2 separate regions of the Canis lupus genome follow, and region 1 is linked to region 2. Evidence: chromatin contacts called from public Hi-C data. All regions are on one chromosome and are shown on one strand. The core of a region is the stretch at or near the end of the contact, and the rest is flanking DNA. Distances in the headings are between cores, read along the strand shown.

Region 1 (4,608 bases), core at 1,047-3,546, 220 kb after region 2:
CTATTTTAAGCTGGTTTAAAAAACAGAAAAACAGAAAAATAAACTATAGAAATCCACCTCTGGTGTCACAGTAGTTTAGCCTAAGAATGATGATATCCTTTTCTTTTCCCTCTACTTAGTAATTAAAAAACCACAACACTTTATCACACCCATTTCCAGCAAGTGGTGTTTGGAGCATAGCTATCCACTAACGAAAATAATTAACTTACAATCTCCCATTTAAAGTCTACATGGAAAACACAAAATGTCCACATAGCAAAATGCACAATGTACTAAACTAAAAGACAAATAACAAACATGTCACTGCAATGTGTGTCCAAGGGTGAAAATTCTTATAATAATGTAAAAAGCACTTATAAATCAATAATAAAAAAGAACATTCCAATAAGAAATGGTTGAAGGATAGGGAAAGGTAACCCAGGAACAAACACAAAGGGGAATCAATGTCAAATAATGCTCAGTTTCAAATTTTTATTTTTTATAAAGATTTTATTTATTTATTCATAAGAGAGACAGAGAGAGAAAGAGGCTGAGACACAGGCAGAGGGAGAAGCAGGCTCCATGCAGGGAGCCCGATGTGGGACTTGATCCAGGGTCCTTAGGATCATGCCCTGGGCCAAAGGCAGGTGCTAAACCGCTGTGCTACCCAGGGATCCCCCTATGTTCTATTTTTAACCTAGTACATTGACAAAGACATTTTTCAAAAAGATTTTAAAAATAAGTTCAGTAATTTTCCGTTTGGGAATTTGTTCAAAGGAAATAATGAGACTTGGGTTCAAAAATATGTGACATATGTTCATCACAGAACCGCTTATGAGTTTTAAAAATTGAAGTAATTTAATCTAGCAGTTGAAGATTAGTCGAATAAATCCAGACATATATACTTTCACTTAGCAAATCTGCTGGAATCTACCCCCAAAATAGTCAATAAAACCAACACTTCACTTCTTAGTGACACAAAGATGTTTATTTCAGCAGTTTGTAAAGAAAAAAATGGTAGAGTACACCCACATCAGGGAAGGAGAAAAACACTGCACAGTAATGATCACATTTCTGGACCCACTAAGATATTGTATGTTTATACACACGCACAAAGTAAAAATAGACTAAGTGGTAGTTTATAGAATACTATGCAGCTGCAAAGAAAGCAGTTCTATATTTTCACATGAAAAGTGACTTCAGAGTGAAAAAAAGTTCTGTGACTATTCATATAATATGATCTCACTTATATAAATATATTGCTAAAAAGAAAACCACAGGCTCGAAATGGTGTCACTTAGGTTAAGGCCCAGAACCAGTAAACCAAGACTTAAAACTAACGTGTCATTTCGGCTCCCCAGCAATGTGACCTCTCATCAGTCAACATGGGAATTTCTTGGCTAGCTTTAGGACACTTACTGATACACTCTTTCCGTCCCCCTTAGAAGCAATGGATTCTTTGCTGATAACTTCTTTTCCCACTCCTTTAAAAACCTTTAAAACCTTAAAAAAAAAAAAAAACAAACAAAAAAAAACCTTTAAAAACCTTTCCCTAGGAGCTCTCCTCTGCTTGCCATATGGGTTGCTGCCTGATTCATGAAATCGATCAATACACTCAATTAGATCCTGAAAACAACTGTAACACCATATAAGGCTGTTTGGAGAGGCTTGGGTGCACCCAGCACCTTGGCAATGACCTCTCATGACCCATTCCACAGGGGACCCTTAATTTAAAAATTCGAGTTGGGTGTCATCAGACGTAAGATTTGGTTATGTAAACATCTATTTGGGTGAATATAAAGTCCGATTTTTGCCCTCGAATATCTCCTAACTCTAGTTTTTTTTTTTTCCATCTACGCAAGAAAGGTGAAAAAGACCCACCCAGAGCTGGGAGATGCAAAGAGAGGGCCCATCATCAAGTCTTCCAGAACTCCATTGCTCGGCCTTTGTATTTTCGAACAACCCCTTCGTTACGAAGGTTTCCAGGACAGCGGGTTTGCAAGTGGTTGGCATCTTCAAGGTGCTGGGGACACACGCTGAACCGAGGCCTCTAACGCGCTCACGGGGTTAGGGCCGCGGGGTCTCGGCCTCGGCTCCCACGCGCTCCTCCGCAGAGACACAGTCCAGTCCCGCTAAGGCCTCCAGCCAATGGCTGCACTTTCCCTCTCAGCCCTAGCAACTCCGGACCAATGGGCGGAAGGCTATCTTTTGATCCGACACTGTCCCGTTCCAGCCAATCGGAAACGTTCTTCAAAAGCTCCCCCCTCTCTGAGGCCGCCCGCTCACTTCCGGGAAGCTGTCGGGCGGCTGCGCCTGTTGCCATAGCGACCATTTTACGTTAACTGGCTTGTGGGTTCGGTCCAGGTAGCAGGGCGACCGCGGGGTCCACTCCTTCTCCGCCCGTTCTGTCTCGGCCCCCTGCGGCCGAAGGGCCTGGGGCAGGCTCCGGGGGTCGGGCCTAGGGCTGCGCGGCGCCCCGCGGAGCGGGATGGCTGCGGAAGAGGATGAGGTGGAATGGGTGGTGGAGAGCATCGCTGGGTTCCTGCGAGGCCCGGACTGGTCCATCCCCATCTTGGACTTTGTGGAGCAGAAATGCGAAGGTAAAAAAGCCGGATCCCGAGCCGACAGTTCTTTCTGGCTTCTCTCTCACCAGCGGCGGGCGGGAAGGTGGGGACCCCACACCAGCTCCCACGTCTCAGGCCTTTGCCCGGGTCGGCCAGGTTTCGAGCTGGTTTGTAGGAGGTATTGCTGTCGCTGCGCCCGCGTCTTCCCAACGGAACCCTCTCCCTCGGCCCAGCGACACATCCGAAAATCATTCGGTTCCAGGCCTGGGTTGGGTGCCTCACATTCTGCTGCGCGATTCTTCCCGGAGCAGGTGCGCCGCTTGGTGGGGCTTCCGCGGGTTCCCCAGCGCCTGGGGAGGAGAGAGGCCAGTTTGCCTGTGTGCTTCTGATCCAGACGCTTCACCGCAAAGCGAAGGCTTGCTGGACTCCAGCAGGCCCCGAGCTGGCGGCCCCGTGGCCTGTTTGCCTTTCCCGAGCGCTCGGACCCTCGCATAGATAAGAAACGGGGTATCTTCTAACAAGGGAGATGTACAAAAGTGTCACAATATTCCCTGTGAGCGCTTTCAGTTCTCGGAGACGGGTTGGAGCCCACGTTCAGAAAAGGAGCCAGAAGCCATGTCGTAGGAACGAATGGCCAACCGGTATCATGGGTGTGGAGCCGGGCAGGACTTTCAGGGTAGTGATATCCATCAATCGTTTGAACGTCTGCCTTACGCTGGAGGGTTTAGACTTGCTTTTGTAACGTTCAGTGGGATAGAGCTAGGATCGGTGGGTACAAGCTCCCCACAAATTTCTTTTTTTTTCTTTTTAAAAGATTTTAATTAATTAATTTATATGAAAGAGAGAGAGAGAGAGAGAGAGAGAGAGAGGCAGGCAGAGGGAGAAGCAGGCTCCATGCACGGAACCCGATGCGGGACTCGATCCCCGGACTCCGGGATCAAGAGCTGAGCCAAAGGCGGATGCTCAACCACTGAGCCAGCCAAGTGCCCCCCGCCACCCCCCCCCCGCAGCCAAATTTCTGTGAAGGGCGTGCTCCATAGCAGAATGTATCCCAGTTAAGTTAGCCTACCTCGGAAGGTAAGGAGTTGAGTTCCCCAGGCGCTCGCAGCGTTTAAGTGGATTTGACAGCAACTTAATGGAGATGTGATAGAGGGGAATTCAACCGTCAAACGGTTAGTTATCCGGGATGACCTTTTAAGAATCGTTTTCAACCCTAAGATGCCATGCATGAATCTGGTAAAGATAGACTTTAGTTTGACCGTTGAATCTTTTCATTACCGTAAGCAAAATTATGGCATAATCAAAATCCAGATAGTTATTTAAGGATTGTCTTTATGTGTAATTTCTAAGGAAGTTCAAAATAATTTTTTTATTTGTGATCTTTTTTTAAGAATTTGAAAGTGCAAGATCAATGGAATGTGGAATTCTGACCTCCTTTAGGAGGAAAAAGAACTATGTCACTTTTTGATTCTGTTTACCCCTCTGAGACTAACTGCTAAAATGGAAAAAAAAAAAAAAATGAGGCATTGCTCTCTTTTATCCCCAAATGTCAAAAGTGGTTGCATCTCAGGAATGATACATCTGATGGAAGCAATCCTCAGCCTTATAGACATGTAATGTAGTAATTTGGTTTTAGAATTAGCTGGAAACAGTTTAAGTTGCTGCTCTATTGTGTGCGTGCCCAGCGTTATATAGAGCAGATGCCAGTAGAAGTGGAAGTGGCATCCCAGTGTCATTTGAAATAACAGTGTGAATACTTCAGTGACAGTGTACTCTTCTTTAAAGATTAGTTTTGTACAATCTGTGATATTAGCATTGATTTCAGTAAACATTTATTGAGTATCTGTGGGCCAGAACCTGGGCATAGAAAGATGAATGAAACAAAATCCTTGTGGTTGAGAAGTTTATGATTTAGTGGGGAAGACAGGCAGGTAAATGGAATTTATATCTAAAATGGCAGGTGTTATAATAAAGAGAGGCATGTGGTACTATTTTAAGAGTTCAGAGGAAGGAATCAGAGGAAGGATTTGAGGGTGGGTGGCAGATCTTGGAGAATGTGCTATTT
Region 2 (4,463 bases), core at 1,762-4,261:
CCTTAGCACTTTCATTTCAGACCAAATAACAGAGTAACTGACAGAAATCTATAACTACCTTTTTTGTTACTAGAAGCCTATATTGAGATAAAGCTGCCCCAATGACCAGGTCTGTTTGCCAAGGCCAGACGCAGGGCTGAGCTGTCCACACAGGATAAGCAGATGAAAACACATGACTCCACTGTGCTAACATTCTTCTTTGACCCAGGCTGTGCAGCTGCCTAAAGACAGCGTGACATCGTAGCAAGTTCTCCAATTTCAGTATCTTCAGGTTCATATTGCCCCTGGAAAAATTTTTAACATAATATTTTGGTTAATATTAAAATCAAGTTAGCAAATATTAATTGGATATCTATTCCTTTTTTTTTTTTTTAATTTTTATTTATTTATGATAGTCACACAGAGAGAGAGAGAGAGAGAGGCAGAGACACAGGCAGAGGGAGAAGCAGGCTCCATGCACCGAGAGCCCGATGTGGGATTCGATCCCGGGTCTCCAGGATCACGCCCTGGGCCAAAGGCAGGCGCCAAACCACTGCGCCACCCAGGGATCCCTGGATATCTATTCCATGAAAAGCACTGTGCCAGAATTACAACAATAAGCAAAGCTGGATTCCTGCCCTGAAAGAGCTCACAATCTAATTAGAGAGATGGGATTCCATACTAACTACTCTCTAGATGTTAATCACCATCACCGTTAATGTTCCTACCAGGCCAGAACTGAAATACAACTTACAAAGGGATTTTTTTATTTTTCTTTTTTTATAATTTTTTTTTAAGATTTTATTTATTTATTCATAGAGACACAGAGAGAGAGAGAGAGAGAGAGAGAGAGAGAGAGAGAGAGAGAGGGAGGGAGTTAGAGACACAGGCAGAGGGAGAAGCAGGCTCCATGGAGGGAGCCTGATGCGGGACTGGATCCCTGTTCTCCAGAATCATATCCCGGGGCTGCAGGTGGCGCTAAACTGCTGTACCACCGGGGCTGCCCAGGATTTTTTTTTTTTTTTTTCATTCTTGAAACATCAGCTAACCAGATCACAACTAGAGTGATTTTTCTAAAATGCGAACTTGAACTCATCAGCTCTTTGCTAAACACCCTGCAGTGGGTGGCCATCACCTCCAGTGTCAAGTGCAACTTCGAATCATGCTATCTAAGGACTCATTATCTGCCTTCTGCAAACCTCTCACTTCATTTCTTACTCATTGTCCCCTCACTCCTATCTCCAAGCTTTTATTATTCTGATCCCCTTGTAATCCCTAATAGTCATCTAATTTTTGAACCTTTGCATATGCTCTCTTCTTGGAATTCTTTCAACCCTCAATATTCTTCCCTCTTTCCACCTCCCTCTCCCCACCAAAAAGATGCTTTAGAGTGGGAAGAAGGCATCTAATAAGTATCTATTGAATAATGCCTTTTGAATATTGTTCTCGGAATGAAAGAAAAGTTACCTGAAAGGAAACTGCAACAGAACTCAATAGTATCGTCCAGAACTCAAAAGAGTATAGTCATTTTTCTCCTTGAGTCTTCCTTCTGCTCTCAGGACTGCCATTTCTACAGATTTGCTTTCTTAGCTTCTAAGGAAAGGAGCGACTAAAATAATGTAGATGTGCCCGTTTCCGTCTCAGCAAACACTTCCTGAATACCACCTTCCAGACATAACATTTGAGAATATGTTGATTCAGAGTTTAATAAGCCAGAGTCCCTTCCTTCAGAGTTTACTGTCTTTAAAAAGTTCCGATTTCATGATTCTCAGGCACATGAAACACCTGAAGAATGGCACATTTAAAAAAATTTTTTTTTAATTTTTATTTATTTATGATAGTCACAGAGAGAGAGAGAGAGAGGCAGAGACACAGGCAGAGGGAGAAGCAGGCTCCATGCACCGGGAGCCCGACGTGGGATTCGATCCCGGGTCTCCAGGATCGCGCCCTGGGCCAAAGGCAGGCGCCAAACCGCTGCGCCACACAGGGATCCCACATTTTAAAAATCTTATTTAGGGCAGCCCGGGTGGCTCAGCGGTTTAGCGCCTGCCTTCCGCCCAGGGCATGATCCTGGAGACCTGGGATCGAGTCCCACGTCAGGCTCCCTGCATGGAGCCTGCTTCTCCCTCTGCCTGTGTCTCTGCCTCTCTCTCTCTCTCTCTCTCTCTCTGTCTCTCATGAATAAATAAAATCTTAAAATTTTTTTTTAAAAAAATCTTATTTAGGTACCTGTCCTCGGCCTAACAAGGAAAGGGATTCCTTTAGGAAAAAAAAAAATGTCTTAATGCATCTAAAACCAGATTCAACAAGGGCACGGGTTAATGGAATGCGAGGAGATTAACCAACGTACAGACAGGTAACAGGAAGGAATCAGCAAAATAACATTAAGGGCAATAAATCCAGGTGTGAGAACGGGAAGGACCCTTACTTGTTACTTATTCCAAGCTCCTCATTTTACAGAAAAGGAACCCGGTTTCTCCGATGTCACACCACCAGCTAATGACAGGTCTGGAGGCCAAGCTGTCTGACCCCCGGGTCTTTCGCAGCCAGGATTTCCTTATCACGGACTCTGAACAGAGATGCGGGCAACACTCGGCGGCGTCGGTGGGCGCGGTCAGCCTTGGAATTTACCTGGAAGGTAAAAGGGAGTCAGGATAGAAAAAAAAGACTGGTGTGGCTTGGCCTCGAACCTGGATCCCAAGGGGCCGCGAGGCGAACACGGCGCCCGCCGCGCCTGCGCGGGGCTCGCGGGTATCACACGCACCGCCGACAGGCTTCCGGGGGCTCGCTGTGTACAGGCGGTGCCGCTGCCCCTCCAGGCCAAACAAAAGACGCCCTCCCGGGGCCGACCCGGCACACGGACCGCACTCACCTGGCGGCCGCGTCAGGCGCTGAGCGTCGGGATTCAGGAGCAAAGCGGGGATCACCTTGCGGCGCCGGGATGCTGCCCGTCAGTCCGTCCCCGAAACGGTCCCCCTCGGACTTCCGGTGCCGCCGGAAGCGGTCCTCCCCGGAATTCGGACGGCGGAGTCCCAAGGAGCTGCGGCGGCCAGAACTGGGGGGGGGGGGGGGGGGGCCGGGAGGCGGTGGGTGCGCGTTGCAGCTGCGTCCGCGGGGTCCGCCGCGGGTCGGGGGCGCCTCTGCAACCCTCCCCTTCCTGGGAGGTCACTTACTGCCGCCGGGGCGGGCTGGGGGGCGGGGGGCTGGAGCCGCCCTGATGCTGAAATGTGATGGAGGTGATTGCTAGGCTTTTCAAAGACGCGTGCTCAACAAGGAGGGGGGGATGTTTTCCAAATTACCTGAGCGGAACCCTTCATCACTGTCAAGGTCATGGGAAACGAGAAAAGACCGTGACAGATCAGAAGGGACCAAGGAGACACGATCACCGTATGCGACGTGGAATGCTGGTTGCAATCCTGGAACAGAAACGCACATTAGCGGAAAAACCGATCCGAGTCCAGCGTGCGGGAGGCTTAGCTGTAATCCCCTGTGTGAGCTGCTTCAGCTTGCTCGGGTGTAAACATTAGACCCGGCGCGGTGCAGGGCGCTTGGCAAGTCTCTGTTCTCTGCGGCTTTTCTAGGATCTAAATTTATCCCAAAATGTAAAGCCTATTTATAAAAAAAAAAAAAAAAAAAAAAGGAAGCGAATGAAATCCTAAATCCCACCTATTCAGAGATAACCCCTTTTAGTATTTTGGTGAACATCAAAACAATGTCGGGGCACCTGGGTGTGAGCCACCTGGTTAAGCTGGTGGGATCCTTCCTTTTGGCTCGGGTCAGGATCTCAGGATCATGAGACCGAGTCCCACCTCACGGTCCGCCCTCAGCAAGGAGTCTGCTGGAGATGCCCGCCCTCTGCCCCCCACCCCACTGTCATGTGCACTCATGTTCTCTCTAATATAAATAAATGAATTTTAAAAATAAAGTGTACAGTGTGATGATCTGCTATACATACATGTTGTGAAAGTATCCCCCTTGCATTGAATTGACACATCCATCACCTCACAAATTTACTTATGTATTTATTTTTGTTGTTGTCGGGAACATTTAAGTTCCACTCTTAGCAGATTTCAGTTACACAACAGAGGATTATATACTAGAACCACATTGTCATACATTAGATCTTGCTTATCTTGGTATGTTTGCACTCTCTTCCCAACCTACGTTTCTTACTCCTACATTCTTGTTCTCTTTCCCCAATTAGTATGAAGACTTTGGGTCTTTTTGTTTTGGTTTGTTTGTTTGGCTTTTGTTTTTTTTCTTTTTTTTTTTTTATATGAAGACTTTGAATAAGATACTTAACCTTTCTGGTAGATCAATATTGTCATTGCCAAATTAAGAAGGTTAAACTCTTAGAGTGTTATTTTTAAAGAGCTTAAAAATATTAAATAAATATAAAGTGATCATGTGTCTGAAGATGTATTCTCCTCATTAACAAGGGACCCAACAAGATGGTAAGCCTCATCCAAGGAGAATTGGGGAGC

The links. Hi-C and Micro-C count contacts between places; a contact is called where the count stands out from the background.
Region 1: a Hi-C map of blood shows a contact between it and region 2, with 4 times the contacts expected there. The contact joins the promoter of CFAP36 here to the promoter of MTIF2 in region 2. A contact is called at or near these places in 2 of 9 Hi-C or Micro-C datasets (both in blood).

What each region holds. Positions count from the first base shown.
Region 1 is chr10:57,647,459-57,652,066 of UU_Cfam_GSD_1.0, forward strand. It overlaps CFAP36 (cilia- and flagella-associated protein 36), which reads left to right and starts at 2,297. Exons shown (of 10, transcript XM_038551302.1): 1 at 2,297-2,579. The coding sequence starts at 2,468.
Region 2 is chr10:57,429,783-57,434,245 of UU_Cfam_GSD_1.0, forward strand. MTIF2 (translation initiation factor IF-2, mitochondrial) reads right to left here and starts at 3,012. Exons shown (of 15, transcript XM_038551280.1): 1 at 2,852-3,012; 2 at 2,408-2,610; 3 at 59-284. The coding sequence starts at 277.